Linked DNA regions of Mus musculus: region 2 is linked to region 1. Evidence: chromatin contacts called from public Hi-C data. All regions are on one chromosome and are shown on one strand. Each heading gives the region's core, a stretch centred on a gene start, on an enhancer-like site or on the middle of the called end of the contact. The rest is flanking DNA. Distances are from core to core; before and after follow the strand shown. Region 1 has its middle 51 kb from the start of Gm33742. Region 2 has its middle 16 kb from the start of Ypel2.

What was found. A called contact is a pair of places that touch in the nucleus more often than the background predicts.
Region 2: a contact with region 1 is called in a Hi-C map of bone marrow-derived macrophages, with 65 read pairs. The contact joins two enhancer-like sites. A contact is called at or near these places in 2 of 15 datasets of contacts at CTCF or cohesin (the G1E-ER4 cell line and embryonic stem cells), 90 of 484 Hi-C or Micro-C datasets (2-cell-like embryonic stem cells, the 4T1 cell line, B cells and 36 more), 20 of 115 datasets of contacts at active chromatin or transcription factors (the 230-238 cell line, embryonic basal ganglia, embryonic fibroblasts and 9 more) and 1 of 9 other capture datasets (liver).

Annotation. Positions count from the first base shown.
Region 1 is chr11:86,916,409-86,923,001 of GRCm38.p6, forward strand. No RefSeq gene overlaps it. Among named protein-coding and RNA genes, the nearest start is that of Gm33742, 51 kb to the left of the region's middle. Within about 2 kb of position 3,748, at least 142 of the 459 cell types and tissues checked have an H3K27ac peak or open chromatin away from gene starts, as enhancers often do. A contact at or near this core is called in bone marrow-derived macrophages and pancreatic cancer cells, where this site is marked.
Region 2 is chr11:87,007,239-87,013,135 of GRCm38.p6, forward strand. No RefSeq gene overlaps it. Among named protein-coding and RNA genes, the nearest start is that of Ypel2, 16 kb to the left of the region's middle. Within about 2 kb of position 3,448, at least 73 of the 459 cell types and tissues checked have an H3K27ac peak or open chromatin away from gene starts, as enhancers often do. A contact at or near this core is called in bone marrow-derived macrophages and pancreatic cancer cells, where this site is marked.

The sequences.
Region 1 (6,593 bases), core at 2,498-4,997:
TGTGCTCTCTGCTAACTGGGGACACGGAGGGAGCTGGTCCTGTCTCTACAGCCTCAGAGTGACACTATCACAGAAAGCTGTGGGCCTCTGTCTGTTCTCTGGAGACCTATATGGCTTTGATTTTTAGAGCCCTTCTACATTCGAAGTAAATGCTTGCTTTCCTCAGCCTGTGAGCTCGTGGCTGTGAGGCAAAAGTGCCTCACAGTGAAGCAACCCAGGAGAAGGTGCTTGACTGAGCAAGAGGGAGTGGGGGTCATGGTCTGGGCTCTGGGAACCTGAGTGCCTAGGGCTTTGCGGGCCTGCTTTTCCTCATGACCCTGCCTGTACACCTTTACATCAGCCTCAGCACAGTGGCTGTCACATGGCCTGGTGTTTATGGCAGAGATAACGGCGTCATGGTGATATCTCTCTGTTTGTACACTGACCCCATGGTCCAGGAATCATCACCTGGTCCATGGTAAACTCTGCCCTGTCTTTATCTGTGCAAAAAAAATACCAGGACACTTCTGCCTCAAAGAGGTTGACCCCATTATCAGCTGCTGGGGGAGAGGAAAACACAGCCAGAGTTGCTGTTTACAGCCCGAACTGTGAGTTGGGTAAAAATAGTGCTAGCCGCCTGGTCCAGCTTCAACCCCCCGGCTTCAAACTGCAGAAAGGGATTATTTTGGGAAGAGAAGATTTTCTTTTCCACCCACAGATCTGAAAATGGTCACTTCTCCGGAAGAAGAGAGACAATCCCACACAGAGATGAAACGTAGGCTTTTGTATGGCCTCCCTAGGAGATCACCCCAAGAGCTAGTCTGGCAATGCCCTCCTCTGACAGCCAGGTCTATCCCCAGCCCAGACCTGTGGGTGACCTAGTTCAAGGTACAGTGCAAGTTAATTAGCTTTGACCACAGTGAGAGAAGGCAGGCAGCTGGGCCAGGATGCCTCCTCTCTTCTGTTGACTGGTACTATTCTGAGGCCATTTGCCTTTCAAAACAAAGGGGTGGTGGGGGGACACCTGCTTTCCATTTCTCTCAGGCTCTTTACAAGCATGGTATGGCTATAAAGAGATGAACATATTCCCTTAAGCAGGGTCTGGTATCATCTGAAAGCTGTGGGCTGAAAACCTTGTGTATCCCTAGAGGTTGGGGCCTGAACCCAGGGACATGGAATCTCTTTTGGGCTCAAAAGTTGACCCATATGACACCTAGAGATGTCTTTGTCTTTCTCCCCCCTGTGCTGGGAATTTCTTAAATTTTATCATTTTTATGTGTATGAGTGTTTACCTGCATGGTTTTCTGTGTATCATGCGCATGCCTGGTATCCACTGGGGCCAGAAGAGGGCATCAGATCCCACCCTGGAACTGGATATACTGATGGCTGTGAGCAACCATGTCAATTGTGAGGTTGCTGAGAATTGAACCCATAGACTCTGGAAAAGCAGACAGTGCTCTTAACCATTGAGCAATTTCTCCAGGCCCCTGTACTGGGATTTTAACGCAGATTAAAAAACAAAAAGCTATTCTACAAACACATCTAAGCGGGCTGGAGAGATGTCTCAGTGGTTAGGAGCACTGACTGCTCTTTCAGAGGTCCTGAGTTCAATTCCCAGCAACCACATCGTGGCTCACAACCATCTGTAATGGGATCTGATGCCCTCTTCTGGTGTGTCTGAAGACAGCTACAGTGTACTTATATACATAAAATAAATAAATCTTTAAAAACTAAAGATTGTATCTAAGCACACAATAATGGTACCTGGGTAACTCTAAAGAGGCAGACACATAGGCAGACACATATGGATATCTGCTTAAGACAGGATCTCATGTAGCCCAGGCTGACCTCCATCTCACTATATATCTGAAGATGACCTTGAACTTCTGATCCTTCTGCTTCTGCCTCCCAAGTGCAGGGATTATGGGCTGGTGCCACCATGTCAGTCATTTGTGGATTCGTCTTATCACATTAAGATGTATTAGAAAGCTGCAGGAAGGAAGACCAATGTGTGGATACTTAGGTCCTTCTTAGAAGGGGGAACAAAATACCCATGGGAGGAGATACAGAGACAAAGTGTGGAGCAGAGACTGAAGGAATGACCAACCAGAGACTGCCCCACCTGGGGATCCATCCCATATACAACCACCAAACCCAGACACTTTTGTGCTGCCAACAAGAGCTTGCTGACAGAAGCCTGTTATAGTTGTCTCCTGAGAGGCTCCACCGGTACCTGACAAATACAGAGGTGGATGCTCCCAACCTACCGTTGGACTGAGCACAGGGTCCCCAATGAAGGAGCAGGAGAAAGGACCCACGGAGATGAAGGAGTTTGCAGCTCCATAGGAGGAACAACAATATGAACTAACCAGTACCCCAGAGCTCCCAGGGACTAAACCACCAATCAAAGAAAATATATGGTGGGACTCATGGCTCCAGCTGCATACGTAGCAGAGGATGGCCTAGTTGGTCATCAATGGGAGGAGCAACCCTTGGTCCTGTGAAGGCTCGATGCTCCAGTGTAGGGGAATGCCAGGGCCAGGAAGCAGGAGTGGATAGATTGGTGAGCAGGGGGAGGGGGGAGGGGATAGGGGGTTTTCAGAGGGGAAACCAGGAAAGGGGATAACAATTGAAATGTAAATAAAGAAAATGTCTAATTAAAATTTTTTTTTGAAAAACAAAGCAAAACAAAATAAAAAGAAAGTTGCAGGGAAAAAAACCCACCCCACACTAGACCAGCTGAATCAGCTGAGGTACAGGCCTGTAACACTTGCCACTGGCGAGGCTGAGGTACCATGGCAGGCTCGAGGCCTGGTCGGGCAGCAGAGTGAGTCAAAGCCAGCCTGGACAATTTAGGGAAAGTGGGTCAATGAATGAATGAATAATGAATAAATAAATAAATAAATAAATAAATAAATAAATAAATAAGCAAGCAAAGGAGGCTGGGATGTAGCTTGGTAGTGGAGTACTTGCTAAGCATGCACACAAATCCCCCAGATTATCCAGGGCTGGAATCCAATGAATTTTATTTAATCAACATTTTAGGGAGCAGGAGACGAGATCTCCTTCAGTGACCCAGGAACCAAAACAAGTATTCCAGTTTGGGAAAACATATCTAACCAATGAAAAGAATTTCTTCTGGACATCTTTAGACGATCTCATCTCACACGAACGTTCACATACAGGCTCACACACGTACACACACCCATGCACACACGCACGCATGCATGCATACACACACCTGCATCCATGGCCTCAGGGTGAGCATACAGTAGTAACGAGTCAGAGACAACAGCTGTCTGGGTGGGAGATTTACTAAGGGCCTTGAGTCAAGAGGCTGCTAGCTAGGGCCTGGCTTCTCTCCCTGGGTGTCATTTTATCCTTGTCACTCAGTCACAGCACCATTTACCTCTCAGGGGAGAGGGTGTTGATACCACTTATTGTGTCTGGTAAGACCATTCCTCCTGAGGCAGTACTCAGACTTCGAGTTATAGTCTGAACATGGCCTGGAAAACAGGCTCTAGAAACCATTTCAAGTCTCCCATGATCTTCTGGGCACGATTTAGGGATCTCTCCTGCTTCCAGGTGCTTGATAATGTTGACATGACCAAGACCCGGGGAAGTGCAGTACATTACACAAGTTACAAAGGATATCTTGTTCCCACACTTTAAGGTCCCCAGTGGCCCCCAACCTGTCCACTTCCACCTATCTGTAACAGCCACATCCCTAAGCCTTGTCACCAAGCCAGAAACAGAATCACCCTGCTCAGATGGCTCTGCCTCTGGGGAGCGCTGGCCAGTTAAAGGGCAAGGTCAGCACTGGCTGCCTGGCCAAAAGAGGCCAGAGAAATGGAGCCCCCTTCCGAGTCCCATTGACCAATGACAAGGAGAGAGAAATTGGTGCTGAGTCACAGCAACTCCAGCTGTTTGTGTACAGGGCTCCGAGACTCCTCAGGGGCCAGGGTGAGACAACTAAAAAGCCCTTTGTTCAGGACGGCTTCAGGTTTTCTGTTTCCCAAACTGAGAAATCCAGATAGTGCTGACAGCTGCCCAGGAGGGAAATGAGCTCAGGTCTGTCCCATCCACTGACCTCTTGCGAAGGATTGTAGGCCAAGGTGGCCCAGCTCTGCTCGCCAGCCTAAGTCAGCTTCCTTCTGACTCAGCTTTCCTCACCTCCCTATTAATAGCCACTGCTTTGGCTGACTCCACTCACAGTATGATTACGGTTTAATAACACATCTCAAGCGAGGAAGCAGAGCCCTTCCTGAGCTGCGTTGCCAGGGGCCTGCAGAGAGCACGCGCTGCAGCCCTGACTCCAGGGAGAGGCTGTGGCTGAGTTCTCCCAGGCTGGCGCAGAGATTGGGAGTCGAAAAAAAAAGACAAACTGCGGCTATGGGGTTGTTTCTACCCTGTGGATCTGATCCTGGTTCCGAGATGAGATAGGCATTCGGCTTGTCATCCTGCACCCAGGGATTCCTGGGCACCACTGAGAAAGCATAGCTGCTGGCATTTCTACCATGCAGGTTCCTCAGTCACCCTAGATGTCTAGTCCTGTGCCAAACTGGAGTCTCTCCGAAGGTCATCCTTTCTCAGCCTCCGCGGTAATAAGGTGACCTACTTACGGGGCTCTGATGAACTGGATGGCATGGGGTACTCTGATCACACTGAACTCCACCAAAAAAAGTTGTTTGTTTGTTTGTTTGTTTTTAATGCTTAACTCCCATCTGGTTTCTTCCCAGCAAAACCAGACAAGCTGAAACCTAGAGATGTATGATTCAAGTACACACACACACACACACATACACACCCTGTATGCATGCATACATTCTTATATGGACTGGCACACACAGAGCAGGTAAGCTAAGGGCCTCCATTGATTCCAACACAGAATGCTCCGCTATTCTCAGGGTTTCCCTTTGAAGGTCAATCAAGCCTCAGGGAAACTCTCCTATCAGGAAGGCCAAAGGGGAAACAAGGTATCAGGATGAGACTTTCGACCTGCTATGAGATCTGCCCCGCCCAAACCCCAGTATTCCATGATAATAATGGTCTTGTTCACGCAGTACCAGTTGGCTCTTCTCATCAAACTCCTTCACCTGTCCAGGAGGGGGCTGGGAGACTGTGCTTGCTCCTGCTCAGCTCAACTTCCTTCTTGCTTGCCAAAAGCCGGCTTATGCTTGCTGGCCAGAGGTCTTGGCAGAGCGAAGTAGGGCAAGCCCCAGCATGACCTGCCCCTAACCCCTAGGTGCAGCCTCTAGTCGGGCACTGACTAGGGCAAGGGCAGGAGAGGAGAGACTAGTTCCAACTTGACTGGAGCTCCTATCCATAATAGCAAGCCCAGGCTGAGTGCGGTGGTCCACAACTTGAAACCCAGCACTTAGAAGGCAGAGGCAGGTGGAGCTCTTTGAGTGGGAAGTCAGCATGAAGTATAGAGCAAGTTCCAGGCCAGCAAGGGATGTATATAGACTCTATCTAAAAGAGGCAGCTTAGAATTCCCCTCTCTGCTTCATAGGCCTTGACACCTTATAGAGAATGGTTCATATTTCCTTTCTGCACCTGTCCTCTGTGTTAACCCCAGCCTGGGTCCACCTGTAAGCAAATGGTGACCTACACACTGGAATTCATTTGCATGTCACAAAGACTGCCCACAAGGGAACAGCACTCCAACACCTGTCCAATCAGGAAAGGACTAGCCACTCAAACAATTGTTCAATCATTCTAACAGATCGTATTCTTGTTTTGAGCCAGGGTCTCCTTATGTAACCCTGGCTGGCCTGGAATCTTCTGTGGAGATTGGGTTGGCTTCACACTCAAAAGGATCCACCTGCTTCTGTCTCCCTGAGTGCTGGGATTAAAGGTGTGAGTCACCGTGGCCAACAACTGTTCCAGGCTCTTACCATGTGGAAGCCTAAGGGAACCCATGATGTGTGTCTGGCAAAAGAAAGCTATTGTTCTATTATTGAGTCTCACTGTGCAGCCTAGGATGGCCCAGAATGTCTGTGTAGCCCAGGCTGTCCTCAAACTCACAAATCTCCTGCTTTTAGTTTCCCAGGTGCTGGGATTATAAACATGAGGCACTGCACCTGGCTTTGGAGCAGATTATATAACCTTGATGTAACGACCAAGACTCCCAATGGTTGTACACATTTCCCATCCCAGTCATCCCAGTGCTTAAGTGCTTAAGAACCTAGGATTTCCATACATAAAGGTCTCTTTTTACTCTCAGTTAAAAGTCCCATTGCTGGTGATGGCTTCTCAAAACAAAAGCTCCAAGAAGAATGTAAGAGTAACTCTGTCAGGGGTGCCTAGAAACGTATTCTGGGAGATGGGAGGGGCTGGGAACCCTTTCCTCCCTGTCCCTGAAGTGAAGCATCTATTTCTATTTCTCTTCCCTTTTGGACCTCAGTGCCAGGGCCTTCTAGTACCCTTGACCCCCTTGCCAGCCTCCTTGGTTCTGACCCCCAATGTTTTCGTTCCTCTGGGAGGACATTGATCTCCCTGGATGAACCCAGAGAAGCTCTTTATGGTCTCAGCATCTTTCAAAATTCCTTCCTGCAGGGATCCCACAGTCCTGCCCTGGAGTGTCTAGGAGCCAAACAGCTCTGAGCTTCAGT
Region 2 (5,897 bases), core at 2,198-4,697, 91 kb after region 1:
TAAAGGTGTGTACCACCATGGCAGGCTAACTTTAAATTCTGGTCCTCCTGCTTCCACCTTCCAACTGCTGGAATTACAGAGGTATCCTACCCTCCCCCTCCAAGCTATGGTTGTGGGTTTGGGTTTTTTGTTGTTGTTTTTTTTTTTTTTTTGAGGGGGGTTGTCTTGTTTTGTTTTTCTTTTTGGAACAGTGTTAATTCATTAACCCGCATGTCGACTGTTGATGATTCAGCCAGCTAGACACCGAGGCCCGGCTGCCCAAACAAAGGCTCATTATTCTATACACCAGCTAAGGGAAATTGATACGCTGAGCTGAGTTTACAAAGGCTGAGTGGTTTCTGGGATGCTGGCACGCTACCAGAGTATAGAGTGCTTAATAAATCTGAGGCCAACTACCCAGACTTTAGGCGACATCATCTAGGCAACTCCTTTTTCAAACAACACCAAAATGGAATCTATTTCTATTACCCAAAGACAATTCCATCTGATGCCTAGCAACTTAACTAGCCAGACGTTTAGTCTCAAATGATGGCAATATTCCAATTCCAGCAATTTCTTGGGGGTAAAGAACACCCTACACTGGCCAGGGATAGCACCATATGCCTTTAATTCTAACATTCTGAAGGCACATTCGGGTTAATCCCTGTGAGTTCAAGGTCAGCCTGTCTATATGGAATTGGACTGACTTTTTAATTTATTTATTGAGATAGGGCCTCACAGTTTACCTTGAAGTCCAGGTTGGTCTTGAACTCACAGAGTTCTGCCTGTCTCTTCCTCTACATTAAAGGTGTGTGGCAGCAGGTCTGGAATACTGTTAGTTCTTTGAGGCAGAGTCTCATTCTATAGGCCTTGCTGGCCTGGAAATCACAGAGGTCTTCCTGCTTCTGCCTTCTTTCCAGGCCTTGCCATCAAACCTGGCCCAGCTGACTTCAGATACATTAGGGTTAGAGTTCAGACTTGCTTATAGAGCAGAATCCTCTGGACATGTCTGAAACAGACCAAGGCAATTCTGATTTAATTGGTCTCAGGTGGAGCCCAGGCAGAAGTGGCTTTAAAAGTTTCCCAAGTGACAGGGCACCAAGATGGCTCAGTAGGGGAGGGTGCTTGCTGCTGAGCCTAAAATCCTAAGTTTGGTCCCCAGGACCCACATGGCAGAAGGAAAGAACCCATTCCCACAGTTGTCCTCTGTCCTCTACATTCATGCCATCTGCATGTACTAAATAAAATAAAATAAATAGCTATGTTGATTATAAGTACAGCCAATGGTGAGACTATGGATCTGGGGTCTTCTATCCATTTTACTCCTCTGCCTGTCCCTCATATTGAGAGCTGAACCTAGGGTCTTGCTAGGCAAGTAGTGTGCCACAGAGTACAATTCCTTCTCTGAGACAAAGTCTTCCTATGTAGCCCTGGCTGGCATGTAACTCACTATATAGACTAAGCTGGCCTCGAACTTACAAAGTGCTGGGATTAGACACATTGCCACCATATCAGATCTCTTTACCTTTTTTTTTTTTTTTCAGATTCTTTTGTAGCTTCTAGTAGATGGGATTGCAGGCCTGGTTTCTCTCTCTCTCTCTCTCTCTCTCTCTCTCTCTCTCTCTCTCTCTCCTGTGTGTGTGTGTGTGTGCATGTGTTTGTGTCCCCGTGTGTGTCCCCGTGTCTATGTGTCTGTCTGTCTCTTTCTGTATGTCTGTCTATCTGTCTCACCTCAACCTTGGTCTGTGCTAGAGATTGAACCTAGAGCCTCCTGTATGCTGTGTATGCTAACCTACCTGTGCTCCAGCCTGAAGATCTTGAGTTGTGTGTGCACACATTCATTCATGTGTGTGTGTGCGTATGTGTGTGTGTGCGCGCGTGCGTGGAGAGGCCAGAGGTGATGTCTTCCTCTCCTTTTTTTAGTTTTTCAAGACAGGGTTTCTCCTGGCTGTCCTGGAACTCACTCTGTAAACCAGGCTGGCCTCGAACTCAGAAATCCGCCTGCCTCTGCCTCCCAAGTGCTGGGATTAAAGGCGTGCGCCACCACTGCCCAATTTCTCCACTTTATTTTAAGACAGGGTCTCTCACTGAACCCAGAGCTCACTGATTCAACTAGACCTGCTGGCCGATGATCCAGCGATTCGCTTCTCCCTGCCCACATTGCTGAAGCTATAGACTCATTGCTCAGCTTTTACCCTGTGCTAGGGATGGAAGCTCAAGCCCTCCTGCTTGGGCCATGGTCTGGTTGTCGTTTTGATACAGGGTCTCACATTGTAGCTCAACAGTATGAGGGCCTCAAGATTGAGGTGGTCTCCTACCTTGGCTTTCCAAATACTGGGATTATAGACGTAAGCCACTATGCCCAGCTTAACTCAAGACCCTCTCTTCAGAAGAGGAATCTAGAGTCGGCACCGTGCTCTTCTCTGCTCTCTGCTGAGCCCTCTCTTACCTGCCTCCAAGTACTCCGCTGAGCAAGTCACAGAAAGACTGGCAAGAAGCCACAAAAGCAGAGCTATATTCCGCAGTGAAGCCTGTTATGGGGTGCAGGACACATCACCCTCAGAAATAACCCAGTAAGTAAGCTGGATGAGGGTCGTCAGCCGAAACTCATTTCTCGAAAGGAAATTAACGTCTGTCTCCAGCCTAATGAGGACCTGCGCTTCTGGCTTTTGTTGTTTTGTTTTGAAAACCGGGTCTCACTGTGTAGCCCTGGCTAGTTTGGAACTCAGGATGTAGACCAGGCTGACCTCAAATTCCCAGAAACCTACTCGCCTCTGCTGGGATTAAAGGCACAAGCCACCCCACCCCACCCTCCAGTTTCCTGGTTTTATTAACATTTGTTACAGTGAAGGCACCAATCAGTACATTTTTAAATCCAATAATTCCCATTTCCTGAGATTTTACGTAATGTTGTTTTTCTCTTCTTACTGGCATCTCAGCCAAAATATCAGGTTATAGTTTGTCAACTTTCTCTACTGTAGTTACACACACACACACACACACACAAATAAATCAATGTAACTTCTGTTTTTGTTTTTTTGTTTTTTGTTTTTTTTTTTTGAGACAAGGTTTCTCTGTGTAACCCTGGCTCTCCTGGAACTCACTCTGTAGCCCTGGCTGGCCTGGAAATCACATATCCACCTGCCTCTGCCTCCTGAGTGCTGGGATTAAAGATGTGTGCCACCAGGCCCAACCAGGTTTAGCTTTTGTTGTTGTTGTTTGTTTTTTTGAGGCAGGGTTTTTCTGTGTAGTCCTGGCTGTCCTGGAACTCACTTTGTAGACCAGGCTGGCCTTGAACTCAGAAATCCGCTTGCCTCTGCCTCCCAAGTGCTGGGATTAAAGGCGTGCACCACCACGCCCGGCAGCATTTTTTAAAAATAAAAACAGGTGTGTTCAGATTACCAAAAGAGAACAATTCGGTAGTTCCCACAACCCAATGCAAGACTGACTCAAATCATAATTAGGTCTAGGGAGACCTCCTGTGGTTAAACTTGGGTATAGCTTCCCAGTGTCCGCTTTCCAGGCCTGGTCATTCCTAATGAATCCAAGAGTTCTCTCTTCACCCCAACCAGCCTCAGGCAAAATCTAAGAACATTCTGGGAGCATCACTACCAGTAGAGGCCAGATACACGCTGAGCTTCCTATAACGTTCGGGATCACCCTGAAATTTAAAAATTTGAGGCCAAGAGCTGTGAATACAACTATAATGGAGAGAGCCAAAGATCCTCATTTTTGGGGGGGGGGGTGCTGGAGAGATGGTTCAGTGGTTAATACTACTGAATGCTCTTCCAGAGGTCCTGAGTTCAATTCCCAGCAACAACATGGTGGCTCACAACCATCTATAATGGGATCCGGTGTCCTCTTCTGGTGTGTCTGAAGACAGCTACAGTGTACTCATATATGCATAAAATAAATAAATCCTTTTAAGAAGGTTGTGGAGAGATACATTCTTTTATTTATTTAGGATTTTAAAAACACATTTTGTTTATTTTTGCTTTGCTTTGGAGACAGGGTCTCACAGGCTGTCTTAAACTTACTAGGTATTTCAGGTTAGCCTTGAACTTTTAGCAATCCTGCCTCAGCCTCCCGCAAGCTGGGATTACATTTCCCAGCTGTGTAAAACAGTTCCAGGGGATCTGAGAAGCTCACACAGATACACATGCAGGTGAAACACTAATGCACATAAAATAAAAATAAATAACTTAAAAGTTTCTTGATTAATGATCATACTCTGGCTTTAAAAAAATGTCCTTTTTTATTTTGTGTGTTGGGGTGCTGTGCACACATGCCATCATATGCCTGCCATCATATGCCATCAGTGGTCAGGGGACAGTTTGTGAGAGTCAGCTCTCTTCCACCACATGGGTTGCTGTCCTCACCCTGGACAGCAAGAAACTTTGCCTGCTGATTCATCTCGCCCTCCTCCCACCCCCACCCCACCCCCATCTGCTCTTTTTTTTAAAATTTATTTATTATATGTAAGTGCACTGCAGCTGTCTTCAGACACACCAGAAGAGGATACCGGATCCCATTACAGATGGTTGTGAGCCACCATGTGGTTGCTGGGATTTGAACTCAGGACCTTTGGAAGAGCAGTCGGGTGCTCTTACCTGCTGAGCCATCTCACCAGCCCCACTCTTTTTTTTTTTAAAGATTTATTTATTATTATATCTAAGCACACTGTAGCTGTCTTAACCTAACCCTGATGCACCAGAAGAGGTCGTCAGATCTCATTACAGATGGTTGTGAGCCACCATGTGGTTGCGAGGATTTGAACTCAGGACCTTCGGAAAAGCAGTAGGTGCTCTTAACCACTGAGCCATCTCTCCAGCCCCCACGGCTGCTCTTATATTGGACACAGGCTCACTCTGTAGCTCTGGTTGGCCCAGACCTTACTGTGTACCAGACTGATCTCAAAGAGTGCCGGGATTAAAAGTGTGGACCAAGTGGGGCGGTGGTGGCACACACCTTTAATACCAACACTCAGGAGGCAGAGGCAGGCAGATCTCTGTGAGTTCAAGGCCAGCCTGGTCTACAGAGTGAGTTCCAGGACAGCCAGGGCTACACAGTGAAACTCAGTATTAGGGGGTGGGGGTGGGGTGGAGTGGGGGATAGTTGTGCACCCCCAAATCTGGACTGCTTTTCCTTTTTTAATTAAAAATTTCTCATAGGATATATTTTGATCATGTTTTCCCCTCCCCACCCAATTTTAAGTTTTATATTCTCTCTCAAAACAAAAAGAAAAACAACAAAACAAAACAAAACAAAAAAACTATACACAATAACAGAATGCCAGAACCAGAAATCAAGAAACAAAAACTCCCTACAAAAACAAAATTTAAAACAAACTGGCAAAAGACTAATAACACAAAAAAAGGCCTAAACAAAGCAAAACTAAGGAAAAAGTTCATAAAACACCATTGAGTTTGTTCTGTTGAGCAGCTACTTTTTGGCATGGGGTCTCCTGGACTGTGGTTGATGTACTCAGTGACACTCCACTGGCGAAAGCAGATTCCAAAACTGGTTTTCCACAGACCACAACCTCAGCTCTTTCTATTTATTGTCTATTTACTTACTTACTTACTTACTTACTTATTTACTTACTTTATTTATTTATGTACATATCAGCTTGGGGAGCTGTTTGTTTTTCTTTTGTCTTGTTTAATGCACCCTAGGACCACCTGTCTAGGGGTAGTAGCATCCACAACGGACTGGACCCTTCTATGCTTATCATTAACAAAGAAAATGCCCCGTAGACTTGAGTCTAAGCCAACCTGACATAGGGATTTTCCTAATTGTGACTCCCTCTTTACAAATGACCCTACTTTGTGTCAAGCTGATTTAAAAAAAACAAAAACAAAACTAACCAACACACTGAGTTGTCCTTTTAAAATTGTGTGTGTGTTTTGTACTTCTGA